Linked DNA regions of Mus musculus: all the other regions are linked to region 2. Evidence: chromatin contacts called from public HiChIP or PLAC-seq and promoter capture Hi-C data. All regions are on one chromosome and are shown on one strand. Each heading gives the region's core, a stretch centred on a gene start, on an enhancer-like site or on the middle of the called end of the contact. The rest is flanking DNA. Distances are from core to core; before and after follow the strand shown.

The links. Promoter capture Hi-C pulls out the DNA fragments that hold promoters and counts their contacts. HiChIP or PLAC-seq counts read pairs in DNA pulled down with a chosen protein or histone mark.
Region 1: a contact with region 2 is called in an H3K4me3 HiChIP or PLAC-seq map of embryonic limb bud, with 9 times the contacts expected there. The contact joins the promoter of Lama4 here to the promoter of Hdac2 in region 2. A contact is called at or near these places in 13 of 39 promoter capture datasets (the 3T3-L1 cell line, the C10 cell line, cranial neural crest and 7 more) and 3 of 115 datasets of contacts at active chromatin or transcription factors (astrocytes, embryonic limb bud and stem cell-derived neural progenitor cells).
Region 3: a contact with region 2 is called in a promoter capture Hi-C map of hippocampal neurons, with 5 times the contacts expected there. The contact joins the enhancer-like site here to the promoter of Hdac2 in region 2. A contact is called at or near these places in 5 of 39 promoter capture datasets (cranial neural crest, frontonasal cranial neural crest, hippocampal neurons and 2 more), 4 of 115 datasets of contacts at active chromatin or transcription factors (astrocytes, bone marrow-derived dendritic cells, embryonic forebrain and 1 more) and 2 of 9 other capture datasets (adipose tissue and liver).
Region 4: a promoter capture Hi-C map of maxillary cranial neural crest shows a contact between it and region 2. The contact joins the promoter of Rfpl4b here to the promoter of Hdac2 in region 2. A contact is called at or near these places in 4 of 39 promoter capture datasets (cranial neural crest, maxillary cranial neural crest, second pharyngeal arch cranial neural crest and 1 more) and 1 of 115 datasets of contacts at active chromatin or transcription factors (large pre-B cells).
Region 5: a contact with region 2 is called in a promoter capture Hi-C map of hematopoietic stem and progenitor cells, with 6 times the contacts expected there. The contact joins the enhancer-like site here to the promoter of Hdac2 in region 2. A contact is called at or near these places in 7 of 39 promoter capture datasets (cranial neural crest, frontonasal cranial neural crest, hematopoietic stem and progenitor cells and 3 more) and 3 of 115 datasets of contacts at active chromatin or transcription factors (embryonic stem cells, large pre-B cells and pro-B cells).
Region 6: a contact with region 2 is called in a promoter capture Hi-C map of neural stem cells. The contact joins the enhancer-like site here to the promoter of Hdac2 in region 2. A contact is called at or near these places in 3 of 39 promoter capture datasets (cranial neural crest, hematopoietic stem and progenitor cells and neural stem cells), 1 of 115 datasets of contacts at active chromatin or transcription factors (large pre-B cells) and 1 of 9 other capture datasets (adipose tissue).
Region 7: a contact with region 2 is called in a promoter capture Hi-C map of second pharyngeal arch cranial neural crest. The contact joins the enhancer-like site here to the promoter of Hdac2 in region 2. A contact is called at or near these places in 7 of 39 promoter capture datasets (3T3-L1-derived adipocytes, the C10 cell line, cranial neural crest and 3 more) and 1 of 115 datasets of contacts at active chromatin or transcription factors (astrocytes).

Annotation. Positions count from the first base shown.
Region 1 is chr10:38,962,886-38,967,004 of GRCm38.p6, forward strand. It overlaps Lama4 (laminin, alpha 4), which reads left to right and starts at 2,630. Exons shown (of 38, transcript NM_010681.4): 1 at 2,630-3,264. The coding sequence starts at 3,070.
Region 2 is chr10:36,971,869-36,975,890 of GRCm38.p6, forward strand. Hdac2 (histone deacetylase 2) reads left to right here and starts at 2,676. Exons shown (of 14, transcript NM_008229.2): 1 at 2,676-2,935. The coding sequence starts at 2,884.
Region 3 is chr10:38,554,007-38,557,820 of GRCm38.p6, forward strand. No RefSeq gene overlaps it. Among named protein-coding and RNA genes, the nearest start is that of Gm22911, 60 kb to the right of the region's middle. Within about 2 kb of position 1,280, at least 97 of the 459 cell types and tissues checked have an H3K27ac peak or open chromatin away from gene starts, as enhancers often do. A contact at or near this core is called in adipose tissue, astrocytes, embryonic forebrain and 3 more, where this site is marked.
Region 4 is chr10:38,819,868-38,823,646 of GRCm38.p6, forward strand. Rfpl4b (ret finger protein-like 4B) reads right to left here and starts at 1,912. Exons shown (of 3, transcript NM_001177783.1): 1 at 1,825-1,912; 2 at 935-1,736; 3 at 674-837. The coding sequence starts at 1,736. The coding sequence ends at 936.
Region 5 is chr10:38,878,748-38,882,415 of GRCm38.p6, forward strand. No RefSeq gene overlaps it. Among named protein-coding and RNA genes, the nearest start is that of Rfpl4b, 59 kb to the left of the region's middle. Within about 2 kb of position 1,769, at least 25 of the 459 cell types and tissues checked have an H3K27ac peak or open chromatin away from gene starts, as enhancers often do. A contact at or near this core is called in hematopoietic stem and progenitor cells and pro-B cells, where this site is marked.
Region 6 is chr10:38,906,946-38,911,080 of GRCm38.p6, forward strand. No RefSeq gene overlaps it. Among named protein-coding and RNA genes, the nearest start is that of Lama4, 57 kb to the right of the region's middle. Within about 2 kb of position 1,541, at least 106 of the 459 cell types and tissues checked have an H3K27ac peak or open chromatin away from gene starts, as enhancers often do. A contact at or near this core is called in adipose tissue and neural stem cells, where this site is marked.
Region 7 is chr10:38,849,481-38,853,646 of GRCm38.p6, forward strand. No RefSeq gene overlaps it. Among named protein-coding and RNA genes, the nearest start is that of Rfpl4b, 30 kb to the left of the region's middle. Within about 2 kb of position 1,926, at least 3 of the 459 cell types and tissues checked have an H3K27ac peak or open chromatin away from gene starts, as enhancers often do. A contact at or near this core is called in second pharyngeal arch cranial neural crest, where this site is marked.

The sequences.
Region 1 (4,119 bases), core at 1,380-3,879, 2.0 Mb after region 2:
CTGTAGGAAGTGCCGTTCTATTCATACAACTTCAAAACATTGCATAATTAAGTTGTCTTTACTAAGCACGTACTTTATATATGTCAGTGCGTATTGTTTTATTTACATTATTTGTTACTCCTATTAACTCAGTGAAAGGGGCATGAGTATTCCCATTTTACAGGGGGTAAAACTGACTTTTATGAAAGACTGAGTTTTGTGTCAAACTCTTAGAACTACTTATAAACAGGCCCAAGATGAACTCTGTTAAGTTTCACACAAAAACCTGTGAGTATATGTGTGTATATATGCACATATGTGTATATGTATGTGTGTGTATTTGTATCTATATATCTTATCATTTGGCAAAAAAAACAATAATAGATAAGAGGGGGAAAAACAGAGCATATACTTAATATAAAAAAAAGTTTATAGGAACCAGATAAATACACCCAATTCCCAGTGCTAAGCACTGTAGAACATGAATACTAATGGCAGGGCAGAAAGAGAACATCCCTGGTTAAAGAACAATTGTAGAAACAGCTGATAACTAAGGAAGAGTAAGTTGAGTTCTTTCAAAAGCAAATGTGAACAGTCTGGTTTGCTAAAGCACTCAGTATCTGAAGCCAGGCTCTGTGTGTGTGTGTGTGTGTGTGTGTGTGTGTGTGTGTGTGTGTGTGTGTGTGCACATGCATGCATATGATAAATAATGATAATATAATTATTTAAAGTTATAAAGTTAGAGAGTGTAACAGGATGCTGAGCGCTGCTATTCCTCCTCAGAATCTGGCCACCTTCTCCCTCAGTAGAAATCACTTAAAGAATCATCCAAGTCAAATGCACACTTCATGTCTTTCCCTTAATTCGCATGCTAGCCAATTTCTATGGGGGAAAATATGACAACTTAGTTCAACGGTTCCTTGTCATATTATTGTTAGTCTTTAAACAATCTGTGAGAACCCTTTCTACTTCCTCTGACACTAGCTCTTTCATGTCACCTCATTTTATTATTTAAAATCAAGAATCTTACTCTGACCAGGCACACACTCATTTCCAGCACCCATAGAAGCCAATACAGCACTGGAGGCATTTATTTCATTATTGCTTGTTTTGTTTATTTTGTTATTGTTTGTTTTGCCAAAAGAGCTTTATTGACAACAGATTAATTAAGGACATGAGCGGCTCAAGTCTGTTGCACATATTGGCAGGTGTAGAAAGGAGTTAAGTGGTCTAACAGGGGACGTGGAAGGGGTGTTGGGATAATCCACACCCAGCACACAGGTCCAGTGTCTTGGCATCATTACTATAATACCAGACTACTCCACCATTGCCAAATGCATGTGACAATGACCACTTAGCTATCGGCATGAAATTAAATAAAATAACTCATGCAAACTGTTGGTGCATAGAAAGCACTCCAAAAGTGAAAGAGACCACCTACCCCCCACCCCCACCCCCACTATCTCTATGTCCCAGCTCAGGCTTTATCTTATCAGTTTTGGTGTTACAAACTTGAATCAGAGCTTCAGGCCAAGAAGGCTCATATTTAAGCTTCAATTCAGCTTTCTATCAGCTGGGTGGCCCTGGGGAATCGCTCATTCTTCTTCCACAGCAAGGAAATAAAAGCCCTACTATGCGAGAATGCTGTGGTGTTTACAAATGTGTGGAAAGTGGCTGGCACATGGTAGAGAATAAACAGTTGCTTATGTGTATAGCTTTAGAGCCAACAGCCCATTCGGTGAAATGGGGCTCATGATAATGTTCACAGAGTTGCCTTACTGTGTAATTATAATTCCCAATACCTTAAAACTGGCCTGAGTGTCATTATATGGCTATCTTGCTCATCTGATCATTTTTAAGCACTTTGGGGCCTTCCCTCCAGAGATACCTAAAGCTCTGACCTGAAGCCCATGGAAATAAAGGCACCTATCACTGGCAGTGGATACTAGTCAGCTCAAGGGCAGCCCAGCGTAACTGCAGCCTGAGTTCTATGGAAGCCTTGGAAAGGTTGCATGATTCAGACAAATGTTGTAGGCATGAGATTGCAGGCCAAGAGGAAGAGGTCGGGCTACTATGAGCTGTGGGTCGCATATTCGACAGGCTCATACACTGCATGCCTTGTTCTGGGTCCTTCACAAAGCACCTCTTTAGGGAAAACAAGATGTTCTTTGTAAATAAAAGTTCATGCATTTCAATAATGAAGTCATTTTCTAGTACTGTAGTGAAAGATATTCTCTCCAGCCCTCTGGGTGAGGACTCCACAGAGGAAGAGGAGTGGCCAGTGAAGAGCCACAGGCTATCCCTAGAAAAGGAGAGGAGAACGCATCCAGAAATGGACACCATGCCTCTGGCTCCTGAGGTCATCTACCTCAGGTTCCCTCCCGCCCCTGGAATCCTTTTTCCACCCACTTTCCTGTACACTAGTGGGGGCCACATACAAATCTATATAAATATAGATCAGACATCCGGCGCCTTGGCTGCGTAAATAAGGGATGTGGGGAAGCAATCAGGAACGCTGAATATTCATTTCGAGTCCTTGGAGAGACTCCAAACTGCGAGGGGGAGGGGGAGGGGGAGGCGGCGTCTAGGAAAGGCCTGACCTCGGGGTCTGAAAGCCAACTTGAAGTGGGAGGGCCTGGAAGGGGAAGGTGGAAAGGGAGTGGTGAGAATGAGTGTGGGAAGGAAGCCAGAGCCGCGCCGACCTCAGTCCCAGCCGCCAGGGAGAGGAGGTGGCCAGGAGCGCTCGCCTCGCTCATGCCAGTCTGCTCCCCTGCCTTTTGATGTTCACAGGGCGCTAGCTCCATCCATCTGTAAGTCCCAGAACCCAAGTCTCAGGAGCGGCGGGAGACCGGAGACAAAGTGAGAGAGGTGGATGGAAGCGAAAGACAAGCAGGAGAGAGAGAAGAGACCACGCTGACTCTCACTCCCTCTTCTTTAATACAACAAAGTTGCAACTTGGGCTCCTGGATCTAAATACCGCAGGTCCAGAGAAGACAAAACACCAGGCATCACTGCATCTCTTAGGGGGTACCCACCAAGACCTCCAGGTCCTTCACTCCAGGAAGGGCCCTGTTGAATATCTGCAGAGAGATGGGTTGGAGCACAGCTTGGTGCTCAGTCCTGGCCCTGTGGCTCCTCTGGTGTGCTGTCTGCTCCAACGCAGCGTCAGGGGACGGCAATGCGTTTCCTTTTGACATCGAGGGGAGCGCAGTGGTCGGCAGGCAAGACCCATCGGAGACTAGCGACTCAGGCGTGACACTGGGACGCCTGCCGCCTGCTGCTGAGGTACAGTACCCCCTGCCTTTGCCAACCCGCTCCACACCTGTGTCTACCGTGTCTATGGGCTGGGCCACAATCCTCTTTCTCTCTCCCCATCTGTTTGATAACCTAGGCTTTCATCTGGGCTAGGTCTCCTCAGTTGAAATAAAGGGCTCTGTTTTGAAAGTTTGACTTGGACGTCAGTTGAAAGTTGAGGCTTCCAGTGAGAGTACCCTTCATGTCTGCGTGGGTCTGTTAGACTACATGAGAAATGTATGCAGTATGCAGTGGTGGTCTTTTGGTGTGTTCCAATAGCCATTTTGTCAAACCTTGGCACTTACTGTAAGTGCCCCCTCTCTGTCTCCCTGCTCCTCTTTGCTGTTTGAACAATGAGAGCAATATCACTAAAAAGACCTATCCTGTCTCAAACTAAACAAAAGGTCTTCTGCAAGGCTGGGGTGCTGGGGGTGGGGGTTGTCTGTGAAGGAAGCTGTTAGAAAATTTCAGGGCAGATACCTTAAACAAAAGCAGACCATTCTAATCCAGAAGCAAGATTAAGTCAAGCTCCACTCCCAAAGTAAAGCTGATCAGGATATACTACTGGTCTAAGGTTTATTCAGTGAGCTACTGTTTTTATATATCAAGAGACTTTTCAGTTGAGAAATGGCTGAACTGTAGACATTGGAGGAGAAGGATGGGTCCACAGTAAGTGATTTAAGAGCCTCTGCGCCTGGATTACAGTAGCATGTCCAGGCTGTGGGGGATGCGAAGGAGGAGGAAAATGAAGTCACCTAAGTTCATGGGAAAGGAAAGATCAACTGACCTAACACCACACATGTACAACACACACACCACATACCATACAACACACATACACACAGC
Region 2 (4,022 bases), core at 1,426-3,925:
TTATTAAACCAATACAATAATTAAGAATGCATGTCAATGTTAAAACAAATAGGCAACTAGGTGGGGAACCATTTATTTTCTGATTTGTTATTATTGTGTTGCACAGACTTTTCTCAGATTTTTTTAGTTGGGCAATTGGATACTGTCTTAGTTAGGGTTTTACTGCTGTGAGCAGGCACCATGACCAAGGCAACTCTTATGAGAACAACATTTAATTGGGACTGGCTTACAGGTTCAGAGGTTCAGTCCATTATCATCAAGGCAGGATCATGGCAGCGTCCAGGCAGGTGTGATCTAGGAAGAGCTGAGAGTTCTACATGTTCATCTGAAGGCTGCTAGGCGAAGACTGACTTCCAGGCAGCTAGGATGAGGGTATTAAACCCATGCCCACAGTGACACACCTACTCCAGCCTCTTCCCTGACATTTGAAGTTAGGTTCTACTGATGCAAGGAATAATAGCGGCTATAATCACTCTTATCAAAATGGATATTACATCTCAAATAGCATCTGCTCATATGGTTTAAATATTATTCCATGTGGATTATCTTTTTTTTTTATTGCTGAGAACTGTGGTTTTATTAATTGGTTTTTTTTTTGTTTGCGTTTTTTGTTTTTGTTTTTGTTTTTTTTAATGTCAAATGGTAAATTTTCATTTTATTTTATACTTTTTAAAAATTAGGTATTTTCTTCATTTACATTTCAAATGCTATCCCAAAAGTCCCCCATACCCTCTCCCCCCCAGTCCCCTACCCACCCACTCCCACTTCTTGGCCCTGGCATTCCCCTGTACTGAGGCATATAAAATTTGCAAGACCAAGGGGTCTCTCTTCCCAATGATGGCCAACTAGGCCATCTTCTGCTACATATGCAGCTAGAGACACGAGCTCCGGGGGTACTGGTTAGTTCATATTGTTGTTTCACCTATAGGGTTGCAGACCCCTTTAGTTCTTTGGGTATTTTCTCTAGCTCCCCATGTGGATTATCTTAAGAGGGTTTCAATAGTCACATAAGAAAGTCTCTCATTTTAGGGGTGAAGACCACTTTAAAAAAATTCAAATGGCTTGCTGAAAGCCACAGACACTAGAGAAATAATTATGTTTAGGGTAAAGTCGGCTTGTCCTCTTGTGAAACTGTGTCCAACGGAGACAAGCTGAGGAATTATGGGCAATGATAACATGTTAAATGTTGAGCTAAATGTATTAAAAAGCGCAAAAAAACAGGTGTGGTGGGGGAACAGAGGCTAGAAGTCTCCCTGAAAAAAATCAAGTCTTATTTCCTACTTCCCCCGTGTTTGGTCTGGGGAAGAACAATAGTGTTTGCTTAAGCATCTCATTCTGTTTTCAAAACCTTGCATGGTTGACTTGGGAACTGATAGAGAAAATGAAGCAAACAATACTCTGTAATCAACATTAACATCAAAGCTAGCTCTCTCCACTGTGGTCCCTGACCCAACCACGTTAATCTCCCAGGGTCTTGTTAAAACTGTAGGCTTGGGAGAGAAGTGGTTGTGGTGAGGGGTACCTTGGAGTAATTCTAAGTCTCTTGGGGTTAAGCCTGGAAGATTGGTGCTTTATGTATTAAGAGTCCTGGGGATCCGAAAGTAGAAAAATAATGATTTTTGTTAGTGACTCAGTATGGTTCTTACTTCAACACCTCCTCTTAAGGGAGGAAGTAGTGTGTGCATGTAGCTGGAATTTTAAATAATAACAGTTCAGGTGTGTGAGTATTTCATTAGACAGTCAGCTTCCATCCTTTATGCATCCTTTAAGCAGGTTGGTTTAGACAGGTGCACAATAAACGCCAGGCTATTAAACACAGGGACTCCAATATTTAAACCAATTCTTTTGAATTGTCTGGCTAGAAGCACATCCAGTCTGATAAAGTAGACAAAGCACGTGGAGTCTTGAAAAGTTCGACACCCCTTCGGTCCTCAGATGACTATTATTTAGCAATTGAGAGCACTATACTCCTTCTTTTGCCCACACCTATAAGGAGATGGACATGGCACGTACATCCCAGCACTTTTGACAGCTTTAAATGGTGTTTATTACGAGCAGGTATGGATGCTGGGAACAGTGCTTATACCGAGTCCTGGAAATGCTTATTAAACCCAGGAGATACAAGGAGTCTGCCATTAACCTCTCTGTAACTCAAGAGTAGTTATCAGGAGCCAATGAGGGAGAACAAGAGAATTGAAACACGTGGGAATATCGGACCACCAGGTAGCGGGTGTGTGTGTGGGGGGAGGCAGCCCTAGGGAGCTCTCAAGCCGAGGCCCCTCGGGGTCCCCGCGGCACGTGGCGGGCTCGGGCCGGAGCGTCGCGGCGGTGGGGGAGGGGAGCGGCATGAGCCCTGGAGGAGGGGTCTAGACTGCCCGGGATTCGTTTGAGCAGGCGCGGAGTGCGCAGGCTCGGCCCAGGCGCAACCAGTGCGCGTAAGACCGAGGGGTGAACCTCACTGCTGCGCGTCCGGGTCTCTGAGCAAGGGGCTAAAGTCCGCTTGTGCGCACCTCCGGACTGTGTGTGACTACCCGTAGAAACACTACTGTCGCCCTGGCCGGTGGCGTCCACTCCGTCCCGGTCGCTCCCTCCCGACCGTAGTTGTGGTGCCCCCCTCCGCGCAGCCGCAGTGGTCGCTCCCGCCTCGCAGCCCCGCCGCCCGGAGGCCTACCCCTGCCGAGTGTCGCGCGTCGGCGCCGCTGCCTATCCCGCTCTGTGCCCTACGGCCCTCCCGGCACCCGCCGCCGTCCCGCTCCGGGCTGCCCTTGCTCCGAGGGCTGCAGCACCGGCCGTCCCCGTCAGCCCTCTTGTCTGGCCGCCGGGCCGCGGCGGGCGGGAGCAGCCGGAGGAGGAGCCGCAGCCGGGAGGCGGCGGCCTGAGCCCATGGCGTACAGTCAAGGAGGCGGCAAGAAGAAAGTGTGCTACTACTATGATGGTGAGTGGCCGAGGAGCCTGCAGCCGGGATGCGGGGAGGGCGCGGCGGGGTGTCGGGGGTGGCAGCCCGCGGGGACACCAACACGGCCTACCCAGCGGTGGCGTCTCGGGGACGCCCGCCTTCGCTCCTCTCGGGTCCTCTCGGGCACACGCAGGTTTAGGGTGCACTGCCTCTGACCGGTCTCCCGAGGAACCCCAGTTGGCACCCTGGGCCTGACTGCACAAAGCTGGCGTCCTGGAGCTCCGCCCCACGTCCCTGTCCCCTCCCCCGCTCTCCCGGTCCCCCCTTCTCGCCCCCGATCTGTCCGCGCTGCGCTTCCAGCCTCACCCGGGACCCCGGCACCCGGGTGGGGCTGCGGAGGAGTTACTGCTGGCCGGTGGCCAAGTTCGCAGAGCGGCGCTGTCTCGCTGGTGTTTTGCGTGGACTACATCCCTCGCCTTTGTTCGCGTTCTTCGAGCTCCACTTTCTCAGGGTTCAAATGGAAGGGCTGCACTTCCTCGGTGACAATTAAGGGGTTTTGAGTTGGAAGTAGGTAGGTCGTTGGGAAGTGGTAGGAGAGAGGAAGCGTGCAGTTGTTCTTGTTTGATGGGTCCTGGCATGTCTCTATGGGAGGTTATTACCTCCCCCTTCTTTGTTGCTCTTTGTTCGATCTGCTATAATACCCTGCTCTGGGGGGTTAGGAAAGAACACCGGCATCTTGCTTAGGAACTCTTCTACTGTGGTGAAGACCTTGCTGCAGGAAACTTTGAGAAGTGGACTAAATATTCACAATGCAGTGAACGGTACAAGGTGACTGTAAGGATTTTCTAATTTGGAGTATAAGTAGTAATAGTCTCTGGGTTCAGTTACACCAAATGGAATGGTGCCCTGCCTATACAGATTTCACCCAAGACATCAATAGATAAACCATTGAGAGAAGTAATAAGGAAATTTGACAGAACTTTCGAAGCTCATTGATTGAACGCTTGATCTCCACAAAGCAATATGAAATTGGGAGCGTTTTCTGTAGTTGTATTGAAGTCACAGTGTTTGGAGAGGTAGATTAGAGAACTAGGCTGAATGAAACACTTAAACTTGTTAAAATAGT
Region 3 (3,814 bases), core at 30-2,529, 1.6 Mb after region 2:
CAAGCTGGAAAACGTTCACATTCACTCCACTGCCTGCGCAATGTTGTGGCTTCTCTGTAAGGAGGTGCAGCGCATTTCATTCCCGTAAGTATTGTTGCGAGTAAAAATATACAGACGACAAAGATTTCTAACGTTTAACTATATCCTGAGAGATAGTAACAAACCAGAAAGAATTTAACCTTTGATTCCTTGATCGAACTGGGTGGTCCTACTCCTGCCACCACTGCGCACCCCTCCTCCACTTCCCCTCAAAAAAATTAGAAAAGGGAAAGAGAAAAGCAGCAGCAGAGATTACGATAGAGGAGGCTTATGTTTAGGAGGGAAAGGTGAGAAAACAACCCCACAGTATTTTGTGTAAAAAAGGAGGGAATATTGCTCCCTCTTCTGTTGATCAGAGGTATTTTTTTCCTAGTAATGATTTAAAAATACATGTTTACTGTGAAAATATGTAAATGTCAGCATAGTTCACTGAGTTGAACTGACCTGTTCAAGTTTCTTAAAATAAAAAGGCAAAGTAAGTATTTTTTTTTTAAGCTAAACCTACGTTTAACATTTAGGAATTCTGCAGGCATAACTGGCAATTTTTAAATGGGGAGAAGGATAAAATATCATCACAACAACATTAATTTTGGTTTAGTTTCATCAGTGAATTGCGTCATTAAATATAGGAATCAAGAATTAAACCATAAGCAAGACTTTTAAATTCTACAGAAAATGTGCAGCCTAAAACATACCTGTAAGATTAAGCAATGTGAAGCCAACATATTATTTGTATATCTGAATACTAATTAATGTCTGGCATAACGTAAGATACACAGATGACTGTAACAAACATGCAACTAAAGCTAATTAAAGGAAAGTTTCTTGTTTTTAAACATGTGTTAATGCTGCATTTATTAAACAAAATTTTTTAAGTAAAAAAAAAATAGTATACAAAAAGTATTAAATTCTACTCTGGACTGGATAAAATTGACTGTAAGGGTGGACTCTGACCCTGAGTTGCCTTTTATGTCCTATTAAGAATTAGACCAAATGATACAATTTTATTTTAGAGCTATGGTGGAGAAAAAAGAAAAGAAACCATGTCCAGAATATAAGCAGATCCATGGGAAATGGATGGCCCCGACTCGAAGCTATGGTGTTGTGGGAAAAAATGTAAACAAGGTTTTCGAACAGATTTGTCTAAACATTGAAAGAATATTGAGTCTGTACAGAGGAGGTCTTGGCACTGAGTCCAGAGCTGTGCTTGGTAACTGGGGAGGGTAGAGAAAAGGAGGAGAGTTTCCATGGCAACACTGGTGCTGAGCATAAATGGAACAGGCATGCATCTTCCCAAGGGAGGACTGGAGGGTGGAAAGTGGAAACGAGGGGTAAGGGCGGTAGGGCCCCCATGAAGATACTTTATGCTGAATAAGTGTTTTGTGTAACTGTGTGGCATGCTGGACATCACTGTGTGCATTCTGAGAGATATGAGACCTCTTAAAAACACTGCTGCCATGATCCAAGACAGTTCTAGGTGGAAATAAATGTTGTCTTACCATTTCTAGAGTGAACACAAATACACTGAACCCATCTTGCTTCTGATTTTGTTATGTCCCTTCAAAGTAGAATGAGAGGTGACATGAGTAAAGCTTTTTACAGATTATTTTTCTTTATTCTTGAGAGTCGTATGGAAATAACCCTATTTCCTTCTCTTAGCTGCAAAGGCAGGAAGATATGATTTCTCATTATTTTGAATGTGAAACTATGATTCACAACTTTGACACTGTTTCACCTTTCACAAGAAAGCATCCTCGTTCAAGGAACAAGATAAAATGAAAGTGAACATCATTTACCTGACTAGATTATCATTATTAATAATTTTATCTCATTGTAAATGCTTCAGTGTCAAGATTAAATTAGGATGGCATCAAGAAGAGGTGATAAGTTGCAGGCTAAACGCTATGGCATACTATGAAGTCAGCTTATGACCATACTTTCATTAGAAGTGAGATTGTGGCACCAACTTGCAGAGAGCACAATGCCACAGTACCATACAGGCTTTAATGTGTGTGAGCTACATTTGTGCCCAACACATTAAAAGCTCTGAGCTGTGACGTATGATATTTATGTCTATGAACTTTGTGAGAATGGTAGTCTCCATAAGAGAGCCTATGTACATATATCAGATGCTCAAGGCAGGTTTATTAACTTCCCAGAGAATCAGATAGATCATCTTCTGATCAAAACTATGAGAGCACATAAATGCACCAAAGTGGACATTTATTTACTATCATCAATATAGTATCCAACATGCATAGTTGTCTTACTTAATGCTCACAGATTTCTCAGTATGTCACAATGTGGTTCTCATCTTACAAGTAAGAGTGGAGAGACCCTCAAAGTTTAAATTATGTTAAATTTATATCTCTGAAGAAGCTGGAATTCCAGCCCAGTCCTACCTAACTCATTTATCTTATGACCCTTCAAGTTTCTCATATTTCTCTATACCAAAGAGTACTTTGATATAAAAAAGACTACCTTGTCCTCATCAGAAAAACTGAAGTACAGAGAATTCATTCACTATAATAACTCTGCTCTTTAGTCCTTCAAATCTCAAAAAATACATCTCAGTTCCCATTGCGCCTGAGATTTCAGAAGCCAGTGAAAGCCAGGAACTAGAATACAAAGTTGAACTAACTATCCAAGTGCAAAACCAAGATTTTGACATATGACAAATGGTTCCTGGCAATTGTGAGCAGAATAACAATGAATATTAATGGGCAAGTTTCTCTTCAGTCAGATGTATAGTCCTTGATACAAGCTTAGGGGTAGGATATAGCTGAATGATGTGGTAAATATATTTCTGGCTTTTCTCAGAATCTCTGCACTGATTTCCATAGTGGTTACACCAGTTTATGCTATCACCAGTAATGCATAAATGTTTCCTTTTCTATATGTCTATGCCAACATACTGTTACTTGGTTTTGTAATTTGTTTGTTTAGTGTTAAAATTATACATTCTAACTGGAGCTATTCACACTTGTCACACTGGGGCCATTCAATGTGGTTTTAATTTGCTCTTCTTGATGGATAATGATTGATGAGTGGTTGGTTTTTATTGTTGCTGTTCTTGTTTGTTTTTGTAAAATAAGATTTATTTATTTATTTATTTATTTATTTATTTAATGAGTATGAAAGGTTTTCCTGGATATATGTCTGTGCACACAGTGCCTGAGGAGGGCAGAAGATGGCATCAGATCAACTGGAGTGATGGGATTGTGTCTTAGGGTTTCATTGCTGTGAAGAGACACCGCAACCAAGGCAACTCTTATAATTAAAGCTTGATTACAGTTTAGCAGTTTTAGTCCATTGTTAGTATGATGAGAAGCATGGCATCCTACAGGAAAACATGGCACTGTAGGAGTCAAGAGTTCTGCATCTTGATCAGCATGTATCAAGGAAAGAACTGGCTTGAGCTTCAGAGACCTCGAAGCCCACCTCCACAGTGACACACTTCCTCCAACAAGGCCACACCTCCTAATAGTGCCACTCCCATGGGCCACACATTCAAACACATGAGTCTATGGGGGCCTTACCTATTCAAACAAGATGTAAGCCAGTATGTGAGTTTTGACACCTGAAACCAGGTTGTCTGCAAGAGCAATATGCACTCTTAAACTCTTAAATGTCTCTCCAAACCCCTGAACATTTTAAAAAATGTTTCTCAGCCATTTATGTTTCAACTTTTGACAACTCTGCTTAGCTCAATGTTGCATTTTTAGTTCGACTGTTAATTTTTTTTTGTTTTTTTCTTTGTTGTTCTTGTTGTTCT
Region 4 (3,779 bases), core at 662-3,161, 1.8 Mb after region 2:
AGTTCTCATAAAGCACACCCAACAATGGTAAACTGTACCCACTCCATTTTCCAGGCCACGACTCTGCCTGCATCCCCAGTAGCATGCATCCCCTGCATCCCACAATTTGCTGATGCTAGTTGTGTCTAAGGGACCTGTCGGGCAAGAGGCCTGGGGGAGAATCCCACCTGGTTTTCCCAGATGTTAGTGGGCATGGTGCTGGCTGGCCTCTGGGAATGCAGGCAGAGCTGAGAGCTAGACCACTGGCTTGCATCTTATGGCTCACTTAGCCTGCTTTTATAGAAAACAAGACCAATCAGCCTATGTGTAGCCGGACCAACAATGAGCTGAACATTATTGCATCAATCACTATTTTTTTTTGGGGGGGGGGGGTTGTTGTTGTTTTGTTTTGTTTTTTTTGTTTTTGTTTTTCGAGACAGGGTGTCTCTGTATAGCCCTGGCTGTCCTGGAACTCACTTTGTAAACCAGGTTGGCTTTGAACTTAGAAATCTGCCTGCCTCTGCCTCCCGAGTGCTGGGATTAAAGGCATGCGCCACCACGCTAATTTTTAAAATGCCCTACAGGCTTGTCTACAGCCTAATCTTATGGAGGCATCTCAATTCAGGCTCCCTCCTCTTAGGTAACTCCAGTTTGTATTAAGTTTACATAAAAACCAGTAAGCACGGATACTCTATATCCATAAAACATTGACAATATTTTACTGTAAAAAAAATATACAGTACACAGCTATTTGCCTACAACATAATTATCCCCAGAGTGATCTCAGGAGTCTATAGAGTTCATCAGAAGTCTTCCAAGTCTTAGTGCAATGCTTTACCTTGGTCCTCCAATCTTGCTCTGAAAGGAAGATTAAAAACTAATAATTGATGAATTACTCAAAGGCAGATGTTAACATGGGGGCACCACTTTTCCCTTCCACTGGCCTTTTCCTTACCTTAAAACAAAGGAATGAGCTCCAAAAAAGCAGAGATAATGATGCTCATAGGTAAAGTCGTTGCTTTTCCCATCACAAACTTGGTTTCTTCCATAGTCAAGGCTAGGAAAATCCCTACGTGGTAAAGGCCAGGGCTTCTATGGTGTCTTTCTGAAATAAAATTAACTCTGATTTCTCTCGTCTTCTCACCAAGCAACTGGAACTTATGTTCACGGAGTAAATAGATGTTCCTCCTGCTGACTGGTTCCTTGCAAATACCTGGAGCCCATTCGTTCCTTTTCTCCACATCAACTTCCCAGTGGCAGACTGAAAAAAAGTGGGAGTTGTCCACGACATGGGCTGAAGAAATGAATCTTCTGGGATCTTCCACCAAATTATGACCAGGCTTCCCACCCTTTAAATCATTAGAGGGTTCCCGGGAGGAGTCACCAGTCTTAGCTGCCAGAGCCGTATTCTCTGATACCAATCTCAGAAGTCCAGTGATCTGCCCTTTATGTTGCTTCAGTAAGGGGCCATGCTGCTTTAAAAGGATGGCCAGTTCTTTCATTACCCCATCATACTTGACAGGTCTCTTTTGTTCTTTTCGACACACGGGACAGGTCATTATCAAGTCTTCTTTCTTTGTCATCCATTTTTTACCGCAATCAAAGCAAAGTATGTGGGCGCAGGAGAGATAAATAGGATGAGAGTAAATGTCCAGGCAAATTGCACAGGTTGCCTCCATTTCCAAAATGTTTTCCATTAAGTTATCTTGTGAAACTTTTACATAGTGATGTTTAGAGTCCAAGTTCTCTTTCCTCATCTGAAAACCAAAGATAAAGACACAAACAAACGTTGTAGCCAGAGAGAAATAGGATTGTGAAGACAGACACACAGAAGTATCAGTTTACCTAGAGTTGGTGGTCTCCAGCAAAGGACTTAGGATCTGACCACTTGTGCTTCTGTATTTACTTGCTCAAGCTCTTGGTTGAAGTAATCAGGCGCTAGGGCTGGATGGAGCCTTATATAGTGGCTGTGACAGACTCCACCCACAATGAGCCATAAGCTCCACCCACAATGTGAGTCAAAAACTCCCTCTAAGAGTAAATCATGACTTTAAGTCCTACACTCGGAAGGCAGAGACAGATAGTTCTCTGTGAGTTTGAGGCCAGCCTGGTCTACAGAGTGAGTCAGCTAGAGCTACACAGAAAAACCCACTAAGTAATTAGATCATGCTGATTAAGATATTCATCATTTTACATATTTATCGGTTTAGAGGATAAGAACAAGTCTACTTTCTTGGTCATTTTCAATTGTAGGATACATTATTATTATTAATTATAGTCACCATGAATTCAACAGATTTGTAGAATTACTCCTCCTGTTTACCTAATATCCCTTCTTTTTCCTTAATATTCTTAATATTACTTCTCTGTCTGGTAAGAAAGGAAGAAAGGAAGAAAGGAAGAAAGGAAGAAAGGAAGAAAGGAAGAAAGGAAGAAAGGAAGGAAGAAAGAAAGAAAGAAAGGAAGGAAGGAAGGAAGGAAGAAAGGAAGGAAGGAAGGAAGGAAGGAAGAAAGGAAGGCAGGCTGGTGAGGTGGCTCAGCAGTTAAGAGCCCTGGCTGCTCTTCTGAGAGGTTCTGAGTTCAATTCCCAGCAACAACATGGTGGCTCATAACCATCTGTAAGGAGAACTGCTGCCCTCTTCTGGCATGTGGATGTATATGCAGCAGAGTACTCATACAATAAATAAATTTTTTTAAAAAGAAAAAAAAATGAAGAGAGGGAAAGGGATGAAAGGGAGGGAGGGAAGGAGGGGAAGGTATAAGTAATGTTGAGAACTTCCTGCTTCCACAGATATTTGGTTATAAAGAATGGGTGTGAAGGACTTGCAGGTCCCCTAGAAAGTCACTGTTCTGCAACACACTGGAATGGTGTGGCAAGCAACGGGTCTTGTCAGCAAAGCCCCCAGTGATGCACCCAACTAGTTGCAGATGCAGATGATACAGCAAATGCAGAACACTTTTGTTAGGCAGCATTCTCTAAAGTTCCCACAGAACTTACAGAATTTCTCTATATATTTAAATATATATATATTAGAATGACTTACAGTCTGCAGTCCAACTAATCCAACAATAGGCAACTGTGAATGGGAATTAAAGAATCCCATGAGGGTAGGTGTTTCAGCTGGTCTTCTGTATAAGCTAGAATCCAGAAGAAGTAGGTTTCAACAGACGTGCTGGCAAGTAAGTGCAAGCAGGCAAAGGAGAGTGAGTCTTTCTTCTTCCAGTGTCCTTATGTAGGCCTCCAGCAGAAGGTACGGCCCAGATTATAGGTGTGCACCACCACACCTGGACCTAAACTGTTCTTTACTTGGAACTTGCTCTGTCCCAAGCTGGGCTTGAACTCAGAGATCTTCTTGCCTTTGTCTCCTGGGATTAAAAGTGTGTACCAGCATGCCTGGGCCTAAACTTTTCACTGCCACTATGTCTCAAGATCTGGATGAAAAGCACGTGTCATTCCACGTCAAGTTTCAGATCAAACACCCGCGTCTTCAAGACCTGGATCACAGTGTGCCCTCCATTTCTGGATTGTAGTTCATTCCAGATGTAGTTAACAACTGGGAATATCCATCACACACTTCTCCTCCATTTTCTACTCCATAAGGATGAGATGCATTCCATGTTTTCCATTTACTCTATGAGGCTGTGGTAATGAATCCATATTAGGTAAGAAACACCAAAGAAACTATCATTTCTCATTGGTCTGCTCATTTTCCAGTTGGCTCTAGCAGTGGCTTAAGCCTACTGTCACCGTTCAGTCCTCCCCTTCCCCAGAGAAATATTTTCTTGCCAGAAATACTCAC
Region 5 (3,668 bases), core at 519-3,018, 1.9 Mb after region 2:
CTTACACACATACATGCACATATATACACATACATACATACATACACGTGCATACACACACACACACACCTGATGATGGCCTGCTGCAGAGCCTGTGGCCTGCTTCAGACAGCAGGGCCTCACCCAGTTGTCCTTGGACATTGTCTGGTAAGAGTGAGAAGTTGAGATCAGATGGGGTGCAGAAACTAGGATGTGACTATTCAGAGTGAGAAGCAACATGGAGACCAATAAATGCCAACACGTGGAACAGAAAAGTGGGACGCAACCCTGTCCTTGTCAAAGATTTCTGGAAGGAGATACGATTTGACACAAATCAAAAGGTTTATAAAGTTAACATGTTGAGTGGAATACCAAATATAAGCTGAGCTGCCCTAATCTCCGCATCGAAACCTGAAATTCTTCAGAATCTGGAACTTTCTGGGTACGGAAATGATGCCATCCATGGGAAAGTCCACATCAGAACTCATGTGACCCTGCAGTCCAACCTCATGTATATGAAAGCAGGATTTCACTTTAGAGACATGGCTTCATCAGGAACCCCCTGGGCGCCTACATTTAAGTCAGTTTTCTGTGCCTTCAGAAGGGCCAAGCTGGAGATTGTCTTAACTAAGCATTTATTTCTAAGTTAGGGCGGGTCTATAAAAGCTAAGGGAAAAAGAACATTCCATAATTAACTGAGGTATTTGGGTCATATCCATGGAACTGAGTGAGGTCATCTGCAGATCCGTGTCAAAGGCAGGATGCCGAGTACTTACTTAAATCCCTAAGTACTGCATGTTCATGCCACCCTGTGTTTTACTGAGCATGAGAAGTTTTGCCTTTGACTTTTCTCAAAGCGCTGGTAGAGGGGCTGGAGAGATGGCTCAGCGGTTAAGAGTACTGACTGCTCTTCCGAAGGTCCTGAGTTCAAATCCCAGCAACCACATGGTGGCTCACAGTCATCTTTAATGAGATCTGATGCCCTCTTCTGGTGCATCTGAAGACAACTACAGTGTACTTAGATATATTAATAAATAAATTAAAAAAAGAGCTGGTAGAGGGCTGAGATCATGAGGTCTTTAAACTCTATGTGGTCAAAGATGCTCTAGAGGAAATTCAAACATCCCTAATTCAAACAAGCCGATGTTTACTGAACACCTGCTCAGTGCTGCTGAGAGGTTGAACTTCCCTACCTGATAAGTGAGCCAGAGCCAAGTCCTGTCCATTTTGTCTAAAGGGAAAAGAGAGAGATGTGGTAACACAGCCAAATGTTACCATCTTACCCCTCCCTGTTTTTACAATGAGCTATGTTGCCTCGGTGCAAGGTCTCCATTACTTTCCAGATGAGAGGTCTGATTTCCTTTCTTGATCTATTCATTTTGAATGGATGCTGGCTTGCTTCAGCTGAGTTATCAATCCAGTTTCAAATCCAGATATTAAAAAAAGAAGGAGGAAGTGGGGAAGGAGAAGGAGGAGGAAGAGGAGGGGGAGAAGGAGGAAGAGGAGGAGGAAGAGGAAGAGGAGGAGGAAGAGGAGGAGGAGGAAGAGGAGGAAAGGTGGGGAAAAGAAAATGATGGAGTTAACTTTAGCCCCTGGACATGTATTCTTAACCTCTGACTTCTTGATGTGCAATTAACATGCCATTCCCCATATGTAAAAATTGTAGAAAGTACCCCAGAGAAATTTCCCATCATCACTGGTAGAAAGCCATTACTGAGTATATTGCTGTGGCTCCGTGGTGCATTTCCTCATTTTTTATGTCTACACTCTTCCTCTTGACAATGTTGAGTTCAGGGTAGAAGTCGAGGAAACTTACTCACTCGGAAGCTTAAAAATAGAAGTGTTATTTTCTGAGCACACAGGAAGGCAGCCAGTTCAGGATCTGAACCACCTCCCCAAAAGGAGACTGTACAACATTTTTATAGGATGGGAACACAAAGCAAGCGGGATGGGGTGAGATGCTGCATTGACCAATCATATTTTGACACGAGGGGTTAAACAAGGAAGTTAACATTGGTGACTGGGCCTTATCTAGAACACCTGGTTTCAGGGTCTTTGAGTCAGCTTTTGCAGACAGGTCCTTTCCTGGACTCTGGCCTGGAATTTTAAAATGATTAGGAAAACAGGAATGAGCCAGCTGCATGTAGTCCATTAAGTCAAGAGACGCAGCACATTCGTGAGTTGTGTGTCTTAGCTCAGATAACAGGATAACAGCATCTTCCCTTTTTACATCCTGTACTGGTTACAAACAGGAAACACCTGAAGATGCAGGATAGGCATTGGGTTGACCCTGCTATGGAGGTGGAACTCACCCCTGAGGTGGCTGAACTCAGGAAACTACCTCTTAACAGAGAAGACATTATCGGTAAATATTTAAAGAACTAAATGAAAGGGTAAATAAATAACAGAAAGCAACTCGGGTGTCTTAGCTCCTGCCCGTGGAAACTAATGCACCACAATGCGAGTAAAAGGAGAGAAAGGCTAGGAGAAAAGGCCTCATACAGTTCAAGGAGGAAGCTAGCTAAAAACAAAGCTAAACTGTGGTGCTTCGATATGCTTGGTCCAGGGAATGGCACTCTTGGGAGTGTAGCCTCCTTTATGGAAGTGTGTCACAGTAGAGGCAGAGCTTTGAGCTCTGCCTGGTGTGAGACATGATAGCCTCTCTTCCTGGCTGCCCTTGAATCAAGATGTAGAACCCTCAGCTCCTTCCCCAGTATCATGTCTGCCTGGATTCTGCCATGCTTCCCTCCATGATAATAATGGACTAAACCTCCGAAACTGTAAGACAGCTCCAATTAAATGCTGCTCTTTATAAGAGTTGCCTTGGTCATGGAGTCTCTTCACAGCAATAAAACCCTAACTGATACATATGCCCAAAAAGAATTCTGGAGATCTGGAACCTTTAAAACATGCAGGAGAAATAGCAGAAGGTGCTACACGTGAAGCATCTTTTGCTATAATATTGGTGAACAGAAATGTAACCAGCAGCTTCTATAGCAGAGAAGTTAGGGGCATTTTTTACAAAGAACCAAGCAGTAGATAGTAGATTCCCTTACATTCGAAATATGAAGAAGAAAAGGAGGATGAGGAGGAGGAGGAAATGAAGGGAGGGAGGAAGGGAAGGAAGCAAGGAAGGAAGGAAAGAAGGGAGAGAGAGAAAGAAAGTGAGAAAGACGACAACAGTGAAGAACTAGAACAGGATGGAAGGCAAGAGGAAGAGAAAAAGGAACAAAGGAGGGGGAAGGGGAAAGGAGAGAGGAGAGGGAAGAAGAGAAAGAGAGACAGAGATACCCAGCCCTTACTTCATAGCTAACTAGGAACTATACTCACTCTACTAGAAAGATGGCATCATGCACAAGCCAGTGCTATAGAGGAGACATCAATTTTCTGCTAATGCCACTGAGAAAGGATGAAGGACATTGATGACTTGGGGCAGCGTAGTGATGACCAAGAGCTCATAGTCTTTTGCCAAGTTTGTTTCAGAAATGGAATAGGAATGAAGTGCAATGGCAAGATTTATACTTCTCCTCGGTGCACAGCCAAAGCCAGCTCCACTGGGAAAGATTAATCGGGTGTTTTGTTTTCCAGTCTGTGCTTGCCTGCTCCAGGACAACTGGTGTTTAGTAGAAAATCTAGCTGAACATAATCCAACAAATGGGGCTTGTTATGATGTTCATGTTTTACTTTAA
Region 6 (4,135 bases), core at 291-2,790, 1.9 Mb after region 2:
AGAGATGAAATTTCTGCAAAAAAGAAAAAAAAAAAGAACTTTAGTAATACTGAATAAAAAGAATAAATGCATCCCAAGAGATAAGGTAAAACAGAAGCCGTTATTTCACAGCAGCATTGCAGAATAGCTAAAGGCAGAAGAGAGAGAATCTGGCTGTCTGGGTTCAAATCCAGCCCTTGTCTCTTAATACCCACAGCCCAGAGTGAGTTATTTAACCTTAAATGCCCAACTTAAAACACCCTAATAGCAGATCTTACTGCTGAGCTGTTAGCACTGAATACTAATGACTTCAAGAAAAACTGCTTCCTGTATACAGATTCAAATAAAAGCTTTCATTACGTACACTCTTTCAAAAATTTAACATCAAGAGGTTTTAGTTTCTTATAAATAGAAATGTGCCAGTCAAACATGATATAGAATCTATACCATAGATGGAGCTACTGCTCAGAAAGTCTCTTGGCCAAGGACAGAACAAGGTTTTAAGCATCCTGAAGGCAATTTGGGAGGTCATTTTTAAATCATTTATTCATTTTACATACCAATGTCAGTACCACTTCTCTTTCCACTCACACAGGTCCTCCCACCCCCCACCCCCATCCCCACCCCCACCACTTCTCCTCTGAGAAGGGGAAGCCACGCACCCTGACACTATTTATGATATTCACTTATGCTTACAGACAGGAGCCTAGTGTAACGGTCCCCTGAGAGGCTCCACCCAGCAGCCAATGGGAAGAGATGCAGAGGGTTACAGCCAAACATTAGATGGAACTTGGATGTCTTATGGAAGAGTAGGTGGATGGATTGAGTCTTGTGGAAGAATTAAAGGAAGAATTGAGGGAAGGAAGAGGACAGGAGCCTCACAGAAAGACCAACAGAGTCAACTAACCTGGACACCTGGGGGCTCTCAGACACTGAACCACCAACCAAAGAGCAAGCACAGGCTTGACCTAGGTCAGCCAAACATGTGTAAAGATGTACAGCTTGGTCTTGATGCAGGTCCCCAAACAACTGGAGCAGGGGTTGTCTGTGAATTTGTTGTCTGCCTATGGAACCCGTTCCCTTAACTAGGCTGCCTTGTGCTGCCTCAGGGGGAGAGATGTACCTAGTCCTGCAGGGAGGCCATTTTTAAGAACACAGAATTACAAACTGAGTCTGCAACACAGCCCTTCCTTTCTAGAACTCGGATATTTAAGAAGTCCCAAACTGAGTTATCCCCAGGGCCCTCCCAGCTCCCCCAGCACATTACAGCACAGAGCTGTTCCTGTGACTTGAAAGATCTCAGTACCCCTGTGGTAAAGCAGAACAAATGTAAGAATGCTCTACAAGATTAACTGCAGCGTAATCCTGACTCTGTTGGGAAGGTCTTGGATCCTCTTCAACTCAGCGCTGAGAGACTCCCAGAGTCTCACAGTTGGAAGGACCAAGTTGAAGCTTTTAATTGTGAGAGCATGTTTTACGTGCAACCAGAGACTGTGTGCTCCAGAAGGAGCAGGCAGACTTGAGAGGCTGCCAAAGAGCAGAGCCCCACCAGCTGCCTGCAGCTTGCTGAGAGCCGGCCTTCTCAGCAGGGCTGCGAGGGCCCACTCACCAAGCCTGGAAGATGCTTGCCTGTGACTCAATCTAAAAGAATACAGCCGCCGAGGAGAGAAAGCGGAAAGCTACAAGAAAGCAAAAACAAAGTGCTGTCCATGCTCTAGAACCGCAATGCAACCCTCTGAAATGGAAACACCAGCTGGAGACTTCACTATCAGAGAGGGAATGCTTTGTCGGCTCTTTGGAGAACAGGAGCAATGAAGGCAAACACCAAGGAGATATTTTCTTCATTCTCTCCCTCACTCCCCCCACCCCTTGCCCCAACTCCCGCTTCTTACAAACCATCCAAGACCCTTGCAGTTCACTTTATTTATCTCCACTAAGCAAATTCTAGATAGTAATAGAACTTCCTTTTCTTTGAAGATAAGCAGGAGGGAATGTTGTGTGTGTGAGAGAGAGCAGGAAGAGCGGTATCAGAATATCTTTATAGCTCATCTGGAAAACCCCTTCATTTAGTGGAAGACACCAGAGCTAATACAGGGTAGTGTTGAGCCAGCTGCAAACCTTTCTGGGTGGGTCCTTCTCAAATCTTTCCTAACTTCCCTGAATGCAAAATGGGAGAATCATAACACTTATCTCTCTGGAGGTAAGTTTACTTCTCTAAGGAGAAATAATAGACCTGTTCTAATATTTTAATATGAAAAGTCACCAACTGAATGCCCCCAATTTGAATATTTCTATAAGATGCTTGTTATCACTAAAATTGGTTGGTTTTTTTTTTTTTTTTGAATAATGCCCTGAAGAAGAACACAATGTTTGAGAACATGTCCCTGACATCTTATTAAAGTAACACTGTGTGTTTACATCTCAGCCTTCTGGAAATCTGTTCTCAGAAGGAAATAGGGACTTGTTGCAAAAGTAGAAAGTATGATCTTTAGCCCTGGGAAGCTTATGATTTAATAGAGTGATTGGCTGGACACAGAGCCACATAATAAATATGGCAGAAGCAAACATTTATACATAGCTGAGCACAGCTGCATAGGTTTACACAGGTGCTAAATAGCATACGCAAGAGAAAAGTTAAAACAGCAGGGCTTTTTACAGCATTTGGCAACTAGAATATAGAGCAATATAAGTTTAGAAAAATGCTTTTTTTGGTGCTGAACAATATAGAGAGGCTAAGGAAATTCAAGACAGCAGTGGGGTAAAAAGAAACTCCAGATTATAGAAAGGGCATCTATGATAGATTAGAAATGAGTAAAACTGGATTGCGGTTGAAAATTATTTATTGAGTATATCCACTGTGTCAAGCATTTGGCTTTATGTGAATCATGCCATTTAACTCTCTGAGGCTCGGGGAAATTAAATGACTTGATGCTGGTTTACTCTGGCTCCAAAGCTGCCCTCTACAGCGTTTAACTGCACTGTCTTGCTGTTGTATAATAGAAGAGGAGAGACGAGGACTATTTGAGAAACAGCCAGGGAGACTCATGACTGCTTACCTAGCCCCACCAAGCCACAAATGAAAACTGCAACAGTTCCAAAGCTTGTTGAAGAAGCCAGGAGTTAGGGATGAGGCAGACTGCCCACAGCATGAGGGTAGGGTGGTGGTGTGTGGGAGGTGTCAGTTGGGGGAGGTATACATAGATACTACCCAGGAAAAGTCAAGCCATCCCAACTCTGTATGGAGGTAATCAGGAGGATACTAGTAATTTACCCAGTGATAACACCAATTAGTAAATGAATAGGGAAAATATCTGCTGCCCTAATATGTGCTTTACAAAGCAGTGAGTTCCTAAAGATCATGCCATGCCCCTTAATCTACTCACCAACACAACAGAGAGTTTGGGATCAGAAGAGACTAGACTTCAACCCTACTGACTCTGTGACCTTGGATAAGCTTTATTCTGTACAATTTATAATGTATGCACACTAGGTCTATTTTAGTTTTATGGAGAAAATCGATTGGTTTGATATCAACAAGAAACACACAGAGTTTGGGCCATTGACAGTGGCCAGATGGCTTCAGTATTGCTATTGAAGACATCATAAGACAAGCAAAACACTTCTCAAGATCTTGAAAGTAGACAGAGGCATCTCCTTTTCTTTTCTGCATAGCTATCTCAGTCAATACTGTCATCTTCATGTTAAACAGAACTCTGCCACTAAGATTGTTTGGTGAGGCAAGTACATTTTTCTGTGGGTGGTACTACCTATTTGTGTGAAATGAACTCCCTAGGTAACTACAATCCCCATGAACACTGGTAACCATGCCCTGTCACTCTGGTGGATGACCGATCACCCTCCTGATCTGAACATTTCTGCTCAAGCTTTGAGTTCCTCTCAGACTTTCTGTGATGCCATCTCAGATACAATCACACCAAAGTTTGCATTACTGCTTAAGGACGACACCCACATTGTCAGGGGTTTTGTTTGGGTGCTGTTCTGTCAAGATGATGTGGTGTGGGGCAATGAGCTCAGTCTATTGCAGCTGTTCATCATTACCCAGCTAGGCCCACGAAGCTTCCCAATTAACCTTAGTGTGTAATAAAGCCAATCAGCGAATGAAAACAAGAATTTCTCACTTACTGAAATGATGTTT
Region 7 (4,166 bases), core at 676-3,175, 1.9 Mb after region 2:
CATAGGATTCAGATTTGAACAATTAAATTAGACAAGAAGTTTCCTTGCTGTGTGGAAATCAGTTTGTAAAACTGGTGATTACATTCTTGGCATCGCTGAGAACAGACAAACATTCTGGAGGTTGTTTTCCTTTTTAATCAAATCCCAAAGCATACAATTCTAATTAAGATGTCTGAATTATGTATTGTACAAGAAAGAGGAATATTCATGTAGGCTTGTTTTATTTATAAAAGAATGTTTGCATGACTCTCTTCTGCTACGGTCAGACATCAATTATTTAAAGTCAAGCCTTACATTTGGCCCAGTCTCTCCTTCTTTAATGTTAGTACCTAACTTCCAGCCAGTCTTCTGCAACAATGATGCCACAGAAGAGGAGAGATGCATGATACTGAACCATCACAGGAAGCGTTTTAGCTGAGCTTGGAAACAGTACAGATAAACAAAGCAAGAAATTTTGATGGGATGCATAGTACATCCAACTCACCAAATCACCAGAACTACCCGATGTTGGAAGCCGACACGGGGCTCACATGAACCAGGTTTCACCTGGGAGGCAAGCGGGAGCTGAAAAGACAAGGGAACTAGGCAATGGAGCTAAGTCAAGATTCCTGATCAAAGCTCAAATGTTCAATGGCAAATGCACTTATAAACGGAGTTGGGGGGGGGGCATTCCTGCCAATTCATTCTTGGAGCCTGGAACCAGCTGCAGGTGACAACAACGCTGCAGGATAGGGTGCAGTCTCCGGAATAGCTCAGAGGCCTCTCAGCAGGTAGCAGTGGCTGAACAATAGAGTGATCTAGGGAGGAAGGCTCCACCCTAGGTAATCTCCTTAGTGGCAGCAAGGTCAAGTTCTGGCTCAGCCTGCTTGGAGGCTGGGGGAGGCTACAACCGGAGTCTCTGGTGGTCTTCAAGATAATATAGCTGTTTGCAAGCCATGTCTTGTGTACACAGGCACAGGTACATAATAATGCTGAGCTATTGCCTGCCAGCCAAGGCTAGAGAAGCTCTATGCATTAAGAGTTTGAATGTCAGCCAGGCGTGGTGGCGCACGCCTTTAATCCCAGCACTCAGGAGGCAGAGGCAGGTGGATTTCTGAGTTCGAGAAGAAGAAGAAGAAGAAGAAGAAGAAGAAGAAGAAGAAGAAGAAGAAGAAGAAGAAGAAGAAGAAGACGACACCAGAGTCTTGATGGGCATGGGGAAAAGAGGGCACAGGTTGAGGGAAAGAGGAAGAAACGGGTGTCTTGGATGGCAAGGGGAAAAGAGGAGAGAATAAAAAGGTCCTCAAAAAGAGGTAGGTGTTCCTCTGCTCACTCTTGGTCTTATCCTTAGTCTTCTCCTCTGAAGATTGAGGGGACTCTTTAAAGACACAATTTCATGAGTAACAAGAATGCATTCCAAAAATATAGCTGTCTTTTGCTAACTTGTCAAATGAGAATCTCTTAACACAGTTAAAACACTGAATTAACACATGGAGGATAACTAAAATCCTTAACCTCCCTTAGAAAGATTGCAAATCCAAGCTTATATGGGGTATATAGGTCTGGTATTATTTTCACTAAGACTAGGAGGGTTTGAGAAAATGGTGGTAAAATTGTGTACTGAATGCCATTCAGTGGTGGCAAGGCTGAAGTCAGACCTATACCATAATGTGGTTTTCCACTGAAGCTACTTGGCAACCATCAGACACATTCTAACATTCAATTCCTTGATTAGGTCAATGTCAGATATTTGCTCTGTTGACTTATTATTATAAATTTAGTAGTAAAATTAGAGGTTTTATTAAATTTAAGTTAGAAGTAAATTAAAACTACAAGTTCAGTATTGGAGATGAGAGTCTGGTTTCCAGGAATCTCTTTCTAACTATGTGGACCCAGGGCAATGTATTTAACCTTTCAGACTAATTCTCTCCAGATGTAAACTGGGAGTCAAGAAATTATAGAGATGTAAGAAATAGCATGTGTGAAGGATTGATGGTTCTAGCATGTAGATGCCTCCCTAGTTACCACAGTGGTTACATGGAAGATGGGGAATTTATCTCTGCATCTCATACATTTACTGCCATTTGCTCAGCATTTACCCAACTAGAAATAAGTATGCTTTCTTTTTCTTTGTTTTTTTTTAATTCTTATTTGTATTGACCACCAGGATGTGTGTCACTTAATGTCTTTGACCTCCTGCTACCACATTTACACTGGGTATGTTACACAAATCACCTACTAACCCATATTGTTTGAAATTGAGTCCATCCTGACCCATCCAGTTCAACTAACATGGTTATAAAGTTTTTTTTTTTTAACCTTCTAAAGACTCCTCCACGATTTCTTTGTCAGCACTGGACATACTGTAATGGGGTTTCAGGGTTCTTATCTCAGAAGGACAACTGAGGGGCTCTCTTGGCCCCTAGTTTGATTCTTGATGAGGATAAAGCAAGCCCTAGTCAGGTGAATGCTAAGAGAGCACCAGCACTGGACAGGAAATTGAGTGAATGTCAACTAGAGAAGTTCAAAGGCTAATTTTAAGGTCAGGGTAATAGAGATGAAGATATTCTTTGGATTTTTGTTGTTTTGTTTTGTTTCTTTTGGATTTTTTGTTTTGGGGGTTTTTTGTTTGTTTGTTTGGTTGGTTGGTTTTGTTTTACTTTGTTGTAAAAGAAAACTAGTGGTAGTAGAGATAATGAATTGTCTCTTCACTGTCTTCATTATGGTGATTGAATCTCTGGGTCCCCAACTGACCCGTCCAGCAGGTCCAGTTATTGAGGGTCTCGAGGGGACCTTCTCCTAAGAACCAAATGGGGGGAGGGAGAGACGGACACCAAGTGCAGGAAGTGTCACTGTATTCAGCAAGGCTCAAAGCTTAAATGCACAAGCAAAAGGGGAAGTACTTCTCAGCAGGAGGAATGGGTCAATGGAAATGCACAAGCAAAGGAGGAAATACTTCTCAGCAGGAGGGATGGCAGCGGAATTTTTTTTTTTTTTGGCAACTATATGGGGAAGCAGGAACTTGGTGGTATCAGGGTACATCTTGTGGTCAGGACATCTGGCGCTGACTTAGGGCTGGAACATTCTGTGGTTGTTCTCGGAACGGTGCGTCGGTGGCCCGCTTTTGACTCCCTTTTCTTCTCGGGGGGAGAGGCCCAATTCAGAGATCAAGACAATAGAGTTGTCTTAATAGCTCCCAACTAGTCCACATAACCATGAAGGTTTTCTTTCAAATTTATGAAAGAAGCCTTTAGTAGTTACAGACAGTGAGAGAACATTTTATGAACAGCTTCCCTATTATCACGGTTCATGACACTTACAATGCAATTATTGTGGGACATATCATAACATAATTGAGTCTCTAAAACTGAAAATGAGAGGTAACGAGATACAATTCACAAGCCACATGAAACTCAAGAAGAAGGAAGACCAAAGTGTGAATACTTCGATCCTTCTTAAAAGGGGGAACAAAATACCCATGAAAGGAGTTACAGAGACTAAGTGTGGAGCAGAGACTGAAGGAAAGGCCATCCAGAGACTGCCCTACCTGGGGATCCATCCCATATACAAACACCAAACCCAGACAATTTTGTGGATGCCAACAAATGATTTCTGACAGAAGTCTGTTATAGCTGTCTCCTGAGAGGCTCCACCAGTGCCTGACAAATACAGAGGTGGATGCTTGCAGCCTACCATTGAACTGAGCACAGGGTCCCCAATGAAGGAGCTAGAGAAAGGACCCAATGAGCTGAAGGGGTTTGCAGCCCCATAGGAGGAATAACAATATGAACTAACCAGTACCCCCAGAGCTCCCTGGGACTAAACCACCAAACAAAGAGTACACATGGTGGACTCATGGCTCCAGCTGCATATGTAGCAGAGGGTGGTCTAGTTGGTCATCAATGGGAGGAAAGGCCCTTGATCCTGTGAAGGCTCTATGCCCCAGTGTAGGGGAATGCCAGGACCAGAAAGCTGAAGTGAGTGGGTTGGTGACCAGGGGGAGAGGGGAGGTAATAGACAGTTTCCAGAGGAGAAACCAGGGAAGGGGATAACATTTGAAATGTAAATAAAGAAAATATCAAATTTAAAAATCTAAACAAAAAAAAGAAAAGAAAATGACAGGTAATAGGAAGAACAAAGTTATTTTTAAAACCCAAGAAACATTTTATTTAAAAATTAAATTTAAA